Linked DNA regions of Sus scrofa: region 1 is linked to region 2. The links are chromatin contacts, called in public HiChIP or PLAC-seq maps. All regions are on one chromosome and are shown on one strand. Each heading gives the region's core, a stretch centred on a gene start, on an enhancer-like site or on the middle of the called end of the contact. The rest is flanking DNA. Distances are from core to core; before and after follow the strand shown.

What was found. HiChIP or PLAC-seq counts read pairs in DNA pulled down with a chosen protein or histone mark.
Region 1: a contact with region 2 is called in an H3K27ac HiChIP or PLAC-seq map of skeletal muscle. The contact joins the promoter of ARMC12 here to the promoter of FKBP5 in region 2. A contact is called at or near these places in 21 of 47 Hi-C or Micro-C datasets (alveolar macrophages, blood, embryonic fibroblasts and 9 more) and 2 of 2 datasets of contacts at active chromatin or transcription factors (alveolar macrophages and skeletal muscle).

The regions. Positions count from the first base shown.
Region 1 is chr7:31,581,990-31,586,580 of Sscrofa11.1, forward strand. ARMC12 (armadillo repeat-containing protein 12) reads left to right here and starts at 1,555. Exons shown (of 7, transcript XM_021098632.1): 1 at 1,555-2,657. The coding sequence starts at 2,523. It overlaps LOC100521322 (a long non-coding RNA gene), which reads right to left. Exons shown (of 3, transcript XR_001297829.2): 1 at 3,189-4,591.
Region 2 is chr7:31,548,180-31,552,891 of Sscrofa11.1, forward strand. It overlaps FKBP5 (FK506 binding protein 5), which reads right to left and starts at 1,651. Exons shown (of 12, transcript NM_001315611.1): 1 at 1,545-1,651.

The DNA of each region.
Region 1 (4,591 bases), core at 305-2,804, 34 kb after region 2:
GATGACAGTCCCAGGACGGGGAGCTCAGATGTCAGTCCAGAGCAGGACTCTTCCTAGGGGGTGGGGACCTGTCCCATGCCCCAGCCTCCTGGAGTGTCTGCAAGGTGCCCCAGGGGACACGCTGTGCTGGGAGTGTGCCAGGGCAGGCAGGAAAGGCCCTGGCAGTCAACACAGCCCTGGGCTCCAGGGCCTTCCAAGGTGGGGCTGGGGGAAGGATCCCAGGCTGCTGAAGTGCCTCACTTGGGCCTCAGCCCCCCTCCCGGGCATCTCTGGCACCCTCTGGAGCCAAAGTTGAGGAGGTGGGTGCCAACCGTCTTCCCACATATACAGGCATACTTCCCACACACGTGCTCACCCAGCCAACGTTCACCAAATCCCTTAGTGAGGAGGTACATTCACTGTCGCCGACACCAGCCTTCTACCTGGTGTGTAACATCTGGCCACCGTATCTATCCCAGGGCAGTGATGGTTCTGAAGCTGTTTGCACACCCACAGTAAGAGGGTCACTCTCACAAGGCAGCCCACTGCCCTTTAGGACTTCCTTCTGTCCAAGGCCAGTCGCCTACAGGACACCTGCCCTCACATGGCCTGGAAGTGACTAACCTCACCTTCAAATCCCTCATACCAGCTCCTCCCCCCTTTCCCACCGTGACCCTCCCCCTCCCCAAACTCCCCATGAAGGCGGATTCATTCATAACTCTTTTCCCTCCTTCACTATCCTAGGTCTGACCTATTACCAGATTCTTCCTTTTCTTGCTTTTATTGCAAGATACATTGTTACTTTCCTCACCAACCTCACAGATGCCATCTTTGGCCCAAATTTCCACAGTTGCTGCCACACTATCCTTTCTGACCCAGGTTCTTCCTTCCTCCTACACACCCTGCTGGAATAATCTTTCTCAAACACTGTTTATTGTGTATGTTATCAACTGCAGACTCTTCAGCCAAGCACACTGGGTACATCCACTGCTAACTCATATGTTCCCTATGAAGGGACCCAGACTCATTCATGAGGTACGCAGACTACAGAGTCCCGCACAGGACCTGGTGTGTAGGAGGAGGGCAGCGAACGTTGCTCACGTGAGCACACCATTCGGGTGCACCCCTTTCTCATCCTCCTGGCTTGGGCTCCCCATTCCTATTAAGCTTATTGGCTTCTCGATGTTCACGCAGGCCCTGTTGTTTTGAGGAGCCACAGTTTTTTTTAAGTTCCCAGAATCTTCCGAGAGGGGTGGTGAAGAGAGAAGCAGACATCCAAATTAACCTCCGGGGTTGTGCCAAATACCAACTGCAAAGACCTTGAGTGCAGAGGAGAATGAGTGTAGCTGCCTGCCGGGAGCCTTTGCGCCAGCAAGAAACAGACAATCCATCAAGGAGGGTGGAAGGCAGAATAGAGAGGGCGTACAACCAGTGGCTTTGGGTTTGCAGAGGGACCTTGCCATCGGAGATTCCAGCCTGCCTAGCTCTGGGCCCCTCATTGATGCCCCCTGATTGTGCTCTTTCTTGGCACCGCATCACACACACACACACCCCAGTGCTCCTGGCCCCATCACCACCTCATAACCCAGCTTAAAGGCTCTGATAATCTCCACCCCACTTTGATCATTTTGTCATCAACTTCCCTCTGCGCCTTATGAGCTGCCTTCAGTCTTATCTATATTTTATTGCTTCTTAATATCCTGTAGTCTTTTCAACTCCAAAGATTAGAAGCTTCTTCATGGCAGGGACCGTGTTATTTATTTATTTATTTAACATCATCTATTTATTTCGAGAGGGCAGCCTGAGATAGGGCACTTGGATTTTGGAAGCCACAGAGATTTGGGTCTGGATCCTGGCTCCAATACTTAGCTGTTTGGCCTTGGGTGAGTGTCTTAACCTTTCTGAGCCAGTTTCTTCATCTGTAAAAGATGCTAGAGCTACTTTCCTTGCAGAATGAGGGGCAAAGATTACAGAGACTACGAAGTGTCCATTGCATAATGAGCAGACAGTAGTTCGTCTTCTCTGCCATGTGGGAGCCGTCCTTGAATTGGGGGACAAGCTTCTTTGACTACCTTTCCCTCCGTACTGGGATGCTTCCAAGCCAGTAACGGGACACTGTTAACAATTACACTGGTTTCACAGACGTAACCCGGGACGCAAGGCCACCCTACCCTAACTCACAATAACCGGTGAGGGCAGGGTTCAGATCCAACGCCGCCGAAACCCAGTGCCTACACATGGCGCCAAGCGTAGTTAAATTCAGGGAAAGTCTGTCGAGTGAAGAAACGAACAGAACCTGCCCTTCCTTCAGTTTCTCAGAGCACCAGCGAGTGAAGAAGCAAAGAATGAAAAAGCTGCCCACGCCGCCTTCCCACCCCCACCCGGGTCCCAGTGTCTCCAGCAGCCTCCTTCCCTAGCCCTCTTCCCCGCCCCTGGTTGTCTTGGAAACAAGTGACGTATATGCAAGGGGCGTGACCTCTTGCCATCCTCTCCCGGAGACCTAGGCCCCTTCTTATCCCAACCTCGGATGAAGCCAAACTCGGATGAGGCTGAGGTTGGAGTCCTCCATGGTGCTGCCCCACGCCGGACTTGGAGCTAACTCCGCTCCCTGGCCGCCTGCCTTGGGCACCCAGATTACCCGATGCCGGCACCCAACCCCTCCAGTCCGCCCGGCACCGGTGAGCTGGCGGGGGTCCGAAGAAAGACGACCTCAGTCCCCAGGATCCCTCTTCACCCCTTCATCCAAGATGGGCCAGTGGATCCCAAGAACTGAGGCCCAGCGCCCAGCCCAGGCCCGTTTCTTCCCCGGCAGCCCTCAGGCGTGCTCCGCGTCGGAGGTGTGGGCGGGAAGGGTGGGACCCCTGGGCGCGCCCCGCGCCGCGGAGCGCGGGGGAGAAGGAGTTAAACAAGGTGCCGGCGCCCGACGCGGCGGGAGTGGGGGATGGGAGCGAAGGGAAAGTGAGAGCGGGGGCGGGGGGGGGGGACCGGAGCGAAAGAACATCCTGTGCCCGCTGCCGGATGCGCGGGGGGGGGGGGTGGTTAGTCCGGGGAGGGAGGGCAAGATGGGGGGAGGCCCGGGGCGGGGAAAGCCGCGGCCTCCGCCCAGCACTAGGTCCTCCGCTTGTGGGGGCGTCGCCTCCTTCACTCCCCGGGCTTACGCAGCGTTTCTCCCGGTCCCCACCCTTTCACCGGAGTAACGAGCTACCTACCGAGAGGCTCCCGAATTTGGCCCTGGCCCGGGGTAAGCACGAGCTGAGGAAGACACTGTCTCGGAGCGTGTGGGATCCACGTCAGGCACCGGCTGCCCCGCCAGACTTTCATCTCTCCGCTTTCTGGCTTTCTGCTGGGGCGGCTCGCACGTGTGCAGCGTCCCCTGGTCACCGAGAGTCACAGCGCACATTCTCTCACTAAGTTTGGACCGCGCACTTCCGGGTGGTAGGCAGGTATTAATAGACCCGTTTTCCGGAGGAGGAAGCTGAGACTCAGATTATGGAGTTCGCCCAAATCCAAGCCCATCGTACTCCAGCGGGCTTTTTTCCTTGGAGTAGAGAGTAGGCTAATTTTCCCTTAGTTTCTAGTGCCCGCAGGCGCGGGGCCCCTCCGGGGTCACACTCCGTGGTAGCCTGCTTGCACGGTTAGCTACTCTAACTAGACTGAAACGCCCATTATCAGAGTCCTGATAGATTGAGGAGATGGTCTTAGGCTTTCACAGGAGGAATAAAGCAGCTCAGGGGAATGGGCTCCTGGTGTAGGTATTTGATGTGTGTGCCGGGGGGGGGGGGGGGTTTCAAAGAGGGTTCCAGACTTTTTCGAAGCAATTAAATGGGCTACAGGAGTTGAGATTAATTAGCCAGGGTGGCAGGGGTAGTGATTGAATGGAAGGGGCTGAATAATGTACCTTTAGGGGCTCACAGAGCCCCACCATCTGTGCCCACTGCCTTCCCACACCCAACATTTTTGCCCAGGGGAAACCTGCTTGAAATAGTAGTTATAACAGTCACATTGGGTGAGCTGTGTGTGCTGGGCACTGTTCCAAGCACTTAACCTCTCAACTCCAAGAAGTAGGTGGTTATTATTCCTATTTTACAGGTAGGGAAAATGAGGCACAGAGGTAAGTCAGTGGCTGAGCTGGTTTTGAACCCTGGCAGTCTGGGTTGAACCCACACTCTCATTCACTAAATAAACCTTCACCTAACATGATAGGAACATCAGCCTAAAAGCTAGAAACCTGGTACACGTGGCAGAGAGGTGTGTGTAGGGCAGCCTGTGTCCTTTTGTCTTGGGGAGGACAGGTAAAAACTTGGGGTTCACTGTATGTATATGGAATCTCAGACTTCTCTCTAGCCAATATTTCGAAGGTTTGGATTTGACAAAACAAAAACAAAAACCAAGTTCTTACAAAGAGTTGCAGCCTTAATTTATGGCTCCCTAAGAATGTCCATTATCATTTTTACCACCATCATTTCACAAAAGCAAGCACATGCTAATTCTCCTCAAAATAAAACAGACATCGTCTGAATCAGAAGCCGTTAATCCCAAGCAAGGACAGTCATTGATTTTCCCCCCAACAAATACACAGTACTTTTTTTTTTTTTTTTTTTTTTATCATCGT
Region 2 (4,712 bases), core at 401-2,900:
AAATCCACTCTGGACAAGTCACTGTTCAACCATTCAACCTTCACTAAGCATCAAAAAGGCAACTCAGCTTTCAATAGAAATTACTTCTACACCTATATATACAAGGATGGTCTTCCTTTCCTAGACCGATTCGTTCTAAGCTAAGAAGCCTTGAGGAAACTAAACAACCTATTCAATCCAAGAAAAAACAGAAAATTGAAGATTTCATTAGTTGTCTAATCTAATATTTTAAAATAGTCACGTTGAACTGATTAAAATTGTTTTAAAAAAGAAATTCACCCCAAATTCCCATCCCTAAAAAATTAAAGATTCAGAAACATACTTGTTTTGTTAAATGTTTGAAAGACAAGGACCTCTCAGCATATAAGCCTGTTGTTCTAAAGAAATAAAACATTTTATAAAGACCACTTTGTTTTGCTTTTTTTTTTAATCCCCAATAGTCACAATTAGCTTATTGGTTAGAGTTCACCTTTAAAAGGTGTCACTAATTATCTAAATAACTAAAATTACTATTCAACGAAACACTAATAAAGTAGCATACTAAATCAGAAGTATAACTTTATCACTAAGTTAAACTTACATCTAAGTATAAACCATACCTAGCACAGACATCAAAAAGACATATTAGCAAAGAAAATCTAAATCAACTGTTTATCCAATACGTCATTAGTAACCTTCATAACATATTTTTAAGTAATTACTACATATTATTTTAAAACTTTTTTTTCCCTATAGGTGCCCTAAATTGGTCAGGGCCATAACTGCAGAGTGTTAAGCAGAGGTCAGATGGGAGAGGCAGAAACAGAAAATGTTAAGTATGACAAACAAAAACGTCCCACAAGAATAAGTTTTCACATCCATCTTTGAATTTGGACTCAAACGCCCAAGAGGAAAAGTTACTCTAATTCTCTGGAGACCTCTTCTGAGGGGCAGGGGTGGAACGGTGGGGGAAGGAGAATTCCCAGAGACAATTAAAAACACTCAACCAAAATATGCCTTAACTTTGCCCTGGTCCGCAATCTAACAAAATGGGAAGACAATGAACATAAACACTCCTGTGTGCCCTCAGAAAAGCAAAGAAAGCTCCCATTCAATGCTCAGCCTTATTCCACTCCTGTAAAGTAAATCCAAAACCACGAGCTCAAACTGCTTCATGCAGAATTTACTGAATGGCGGCCAAAGGCTGTACACGCTGTCCTGAACCACACAGAGGGATATCTAGAGTTCTGCATTCTCCATTTACAACTTGTACCTTACCATGCTTTCGCCACCGCTGCAGAAGCCCATTTTCAAACTGAGACTACGACGTTCCTCCCCGCCCGTCCGTGTGAAGCAGGTTCTCTCCCGGCGGGAGAGAAACTTCGCCTTCGCTCTCCCGGCCCCCGCCCAGTTTTTAAAAAATTGAACTAGTTTGACTCCTCTACTGCAACCAGCACCCCTTTTTAGAAGTCATTAAGGGTAGATGCGTTCTAACGCCCCGGAGTGAATTGAATACGGAGCCCTAAAACTCCTCAATGGCCTTCACCTGGCACTAAAATAATCACCTGTTCAAACTGAGCGGCCCTGGCACCCTCTAAGCGCGGCCGAGAGCGGGAATGCTGTTCCAGTCACCAGTCCCGGGTCTGCAGGTGAAGGCGGCGAACACACATCCACACCCACCGCCCGGGGAGCGCAAACCGAAAGCCAGGACCGCGGCGGCCGGACGCTCCGTTATCCTCGCCCTGCGCGGGCCCCGCCAGGTGAGCGAGGCTCCATCGTGCCCGCGGCGTCCCGACGCTCGGCTCACCCCAGCTCCACTTCTCCCGCCGCCCGGGCCCGGAAGGCGAAGTTTCTCTCCCGCCCGCGGCGGCTACTGCTCACGCGCCGCCCGGCCCTCCCGCCAGTCCCGCCGCCTGCTCCGGCCGGCCGCAGTCACCGGCGCCGGGCCTCGGACGAGCCGGAGCCCGGGACCTGTCACCCCGGGCGGGAAACAAAAGCCGGGTGAGGACCAGCGGGCGCCACCGGCCTCGCCTCCGCGAGGGGGAGCGCGGCGGGGGCGGGGAGCGGCTCTCGCGGCCGCCCGGCTCCGCGCCTCCAGGAGGGAACCCCGGCCCCGCGGCCTGGCGGGACGCAAAGGAGCCCCGCGGCGGGCTGGGGACCTCCGGCGCGTCCGCCTCGAGGCTTCCCCGGCCCCTCTCTCCCCGACGCGCCGTTCCCGGACTGGGGAGCCGCATGAGGAGGCGGGGAGGCGGAGCGGGAAGGCGGCGGGACCGCAAAGGAGGAATTCGGCTCCCGGAGCTCCACGACCACCCGCCCCATCCTTGCGGCCATGGCGCCGGTACCTGTCGCCGGGGTTGCTCTACTGCTCTGTCTCTCCCCGCCTCACCCGCACGCAGCTGTCCCCTCAGCCCGCCCAGCAGGCCGCCCGCGCGCCGGACGCCGCCGCCTCCAGAGACTGGCAGCGCCTGCGAACCGGCCCGAATCCCCCGGGCAGCGCCCGGCGCCGTCCCGCCCCCGCCGGCCGTAGGACCCGCCTTCCATAGGGCCCCGGGGCCGTCAGTCCGCCCCCAAAAGGCGCGCGGGCTGTCGCTCTGCCTGTTCGGATTGGCGGCCTCGCGCTGTCCATGCAAATAAGGCCCCGCCCCCGTCCATTTGCACCTCCGCCTTGGTGTAACCTCCGCCTCTCCACGCCAGCCCACGTGTCTGGCCCTTGCCCTTTGTGGGGGCTGGAGGCAAGGGATGAAGGAAACTGACCCACACCCCCTCACACCGTTCCTTGCCTCCAGGGAAATTAATGCCTAAATAAGCTTGTTGACTTAACAACGGGGTCTCTCCCTGAAAACTCTGTCCCCCTTCCTGCCCACCCAACCTGCCCCGTGGATGGAGAGGGGCAGGCCAGGCTGTTTGTGTCAGGTAAGCAAGCCAGGTTAGCCCCAGGAAACACCACCAGGAACTCAAAGTTGTCTCTCAGAAGTGGGAAAATCCCACCCGGAGAACCGTCGCACATAGCACTTTTCTCTGGACTTGCAGTCATTGCGAAGATTATGCTTTCCCCGCGGCTTTCTACCTTTCCAATATGAGATCCCAGTGGATTGAGACAGCAGAGGGCCTTAGAAGATGTTCGTGGTCTCTGCCCCCTGCCAAAGGGTAGGCCTACTGAGCAAACTCGGCTTCAGCAGGGGCTCTGGGCCCTCCAGCGAGATAGCGATCTGGGGATTCAGGTGAGGGTCGGAACTAGCTGCACCTGGACCTTAGGGAGTATCGCGCTCAATACCCCTCGTTTTTGAGGAAACAGAAACCTAGTCCCGTAGCTCTGGAACTTAAGAATTACATATGGCAACCTAACATCTAGCCAGATTAAAAGCCACAGCTTCTAGTTCCACATCTGCTCACTATACTCTATCACCTCGGTCATTTAGGTATTTATGAAGAGCTGCTTCTACAAATGAGCATTTCTGCCTTCCAGAGGTGGTGCCTGCAGAAATGACCAGGAGAGCCAACACTGAAACCTCCTCAAGGGCAAGGGCCCTGTCTCCGTGCCTAGGAACTCTCTTTTTACCAGATGCCAGGGAGAGTCAATGAAACAGTTTATTTGTGCAGTAATTAGCCAAGACAAAGGTGATTAAAACTACTCTGCATACAGCGTTGATTAAGCACCCATTATGCTCTTTAACAGACAGTATTCATCCTTGCGCTATGTACGGAGCACAAAGGTGAGAGGATCTTGTCCCAGACCTTAAGGACTTCAGCTTAAGAGATAGTGACATCCACACTGCATGTCAGTGCTCCTCATGTAACAGAGACAGTGACAGATGTCTGCAGAGGGAATGGCTATGCATAGGTCAGTGGAGGACTCCAATTAGTGGGGAATCAGCTCTTCCTGGGAGAGTCAGGGAAGCCTCCTTGAAGAGATGAGGCTAGAACTGAGTATTAAAAGTGGTGCTTGCCAGACAGAGGATGTGCAAGAGGAAGGAAAGGAACTTCCAGGACAGAGTAGGGGTGAGGTGGGGCTGGGGGAGGAATCTCAGGAGCAAAAAAATGCAAAGCTGGAAAAGCCTAGTAACTGAGGGAACAGCAAGGAGCAGTGTGGGCAAATCGGGGCTGTGTGGCCATGTCACATGCTCTGGGACCAGGCTCTTCCAGAAGGAAGACAGAAAGACCCGGGAGGCTGCCAGGCAGTGTTGTAACACACCGCAGCAAACAACAACAGGCCCTGTAGATACAGCTGCAGGCTTTTTTTTTTTTTTTCTAGGCGTCTGTGGGGAACAGTCAGTTCCACAGTTGCAGTGGCAGTCTGGCTGGCCCCACCCACTCTCTCAGAAAACCACTTCGGTCACTGCACTTGCCCTCCTCAGCATTTGGAAACACAAGTGCTTGCAATTTCCCTAAACATTGCTGCCCTTCAGAATTCAAAGATAACATGGGCTATGGCTGCAGACACCTGGGTGTGGGATGAGCCACCCTCTCCTCACATACAAAACAGTTCTTTGCAAGGCCTGTCACCAAGGCTGGCCTCATGGGCTTGTGACCTGTGCTTGGATTCATGCTCTGCTATCACTGTCTTCAAATTCTTAGTTGTTTTTTTTTTTTTTTTTAAACAAGGGGCCCCACGTTTTCATTTTGGCATGGGACTTGCGAATTACTTGCCAGTCCTATCTGTCACTGTTAATGACCCTGGGAAAATGCTGGTGCTACTGCTCAAACTGTATCTCATTTAAAAGCACTTGGGGAGT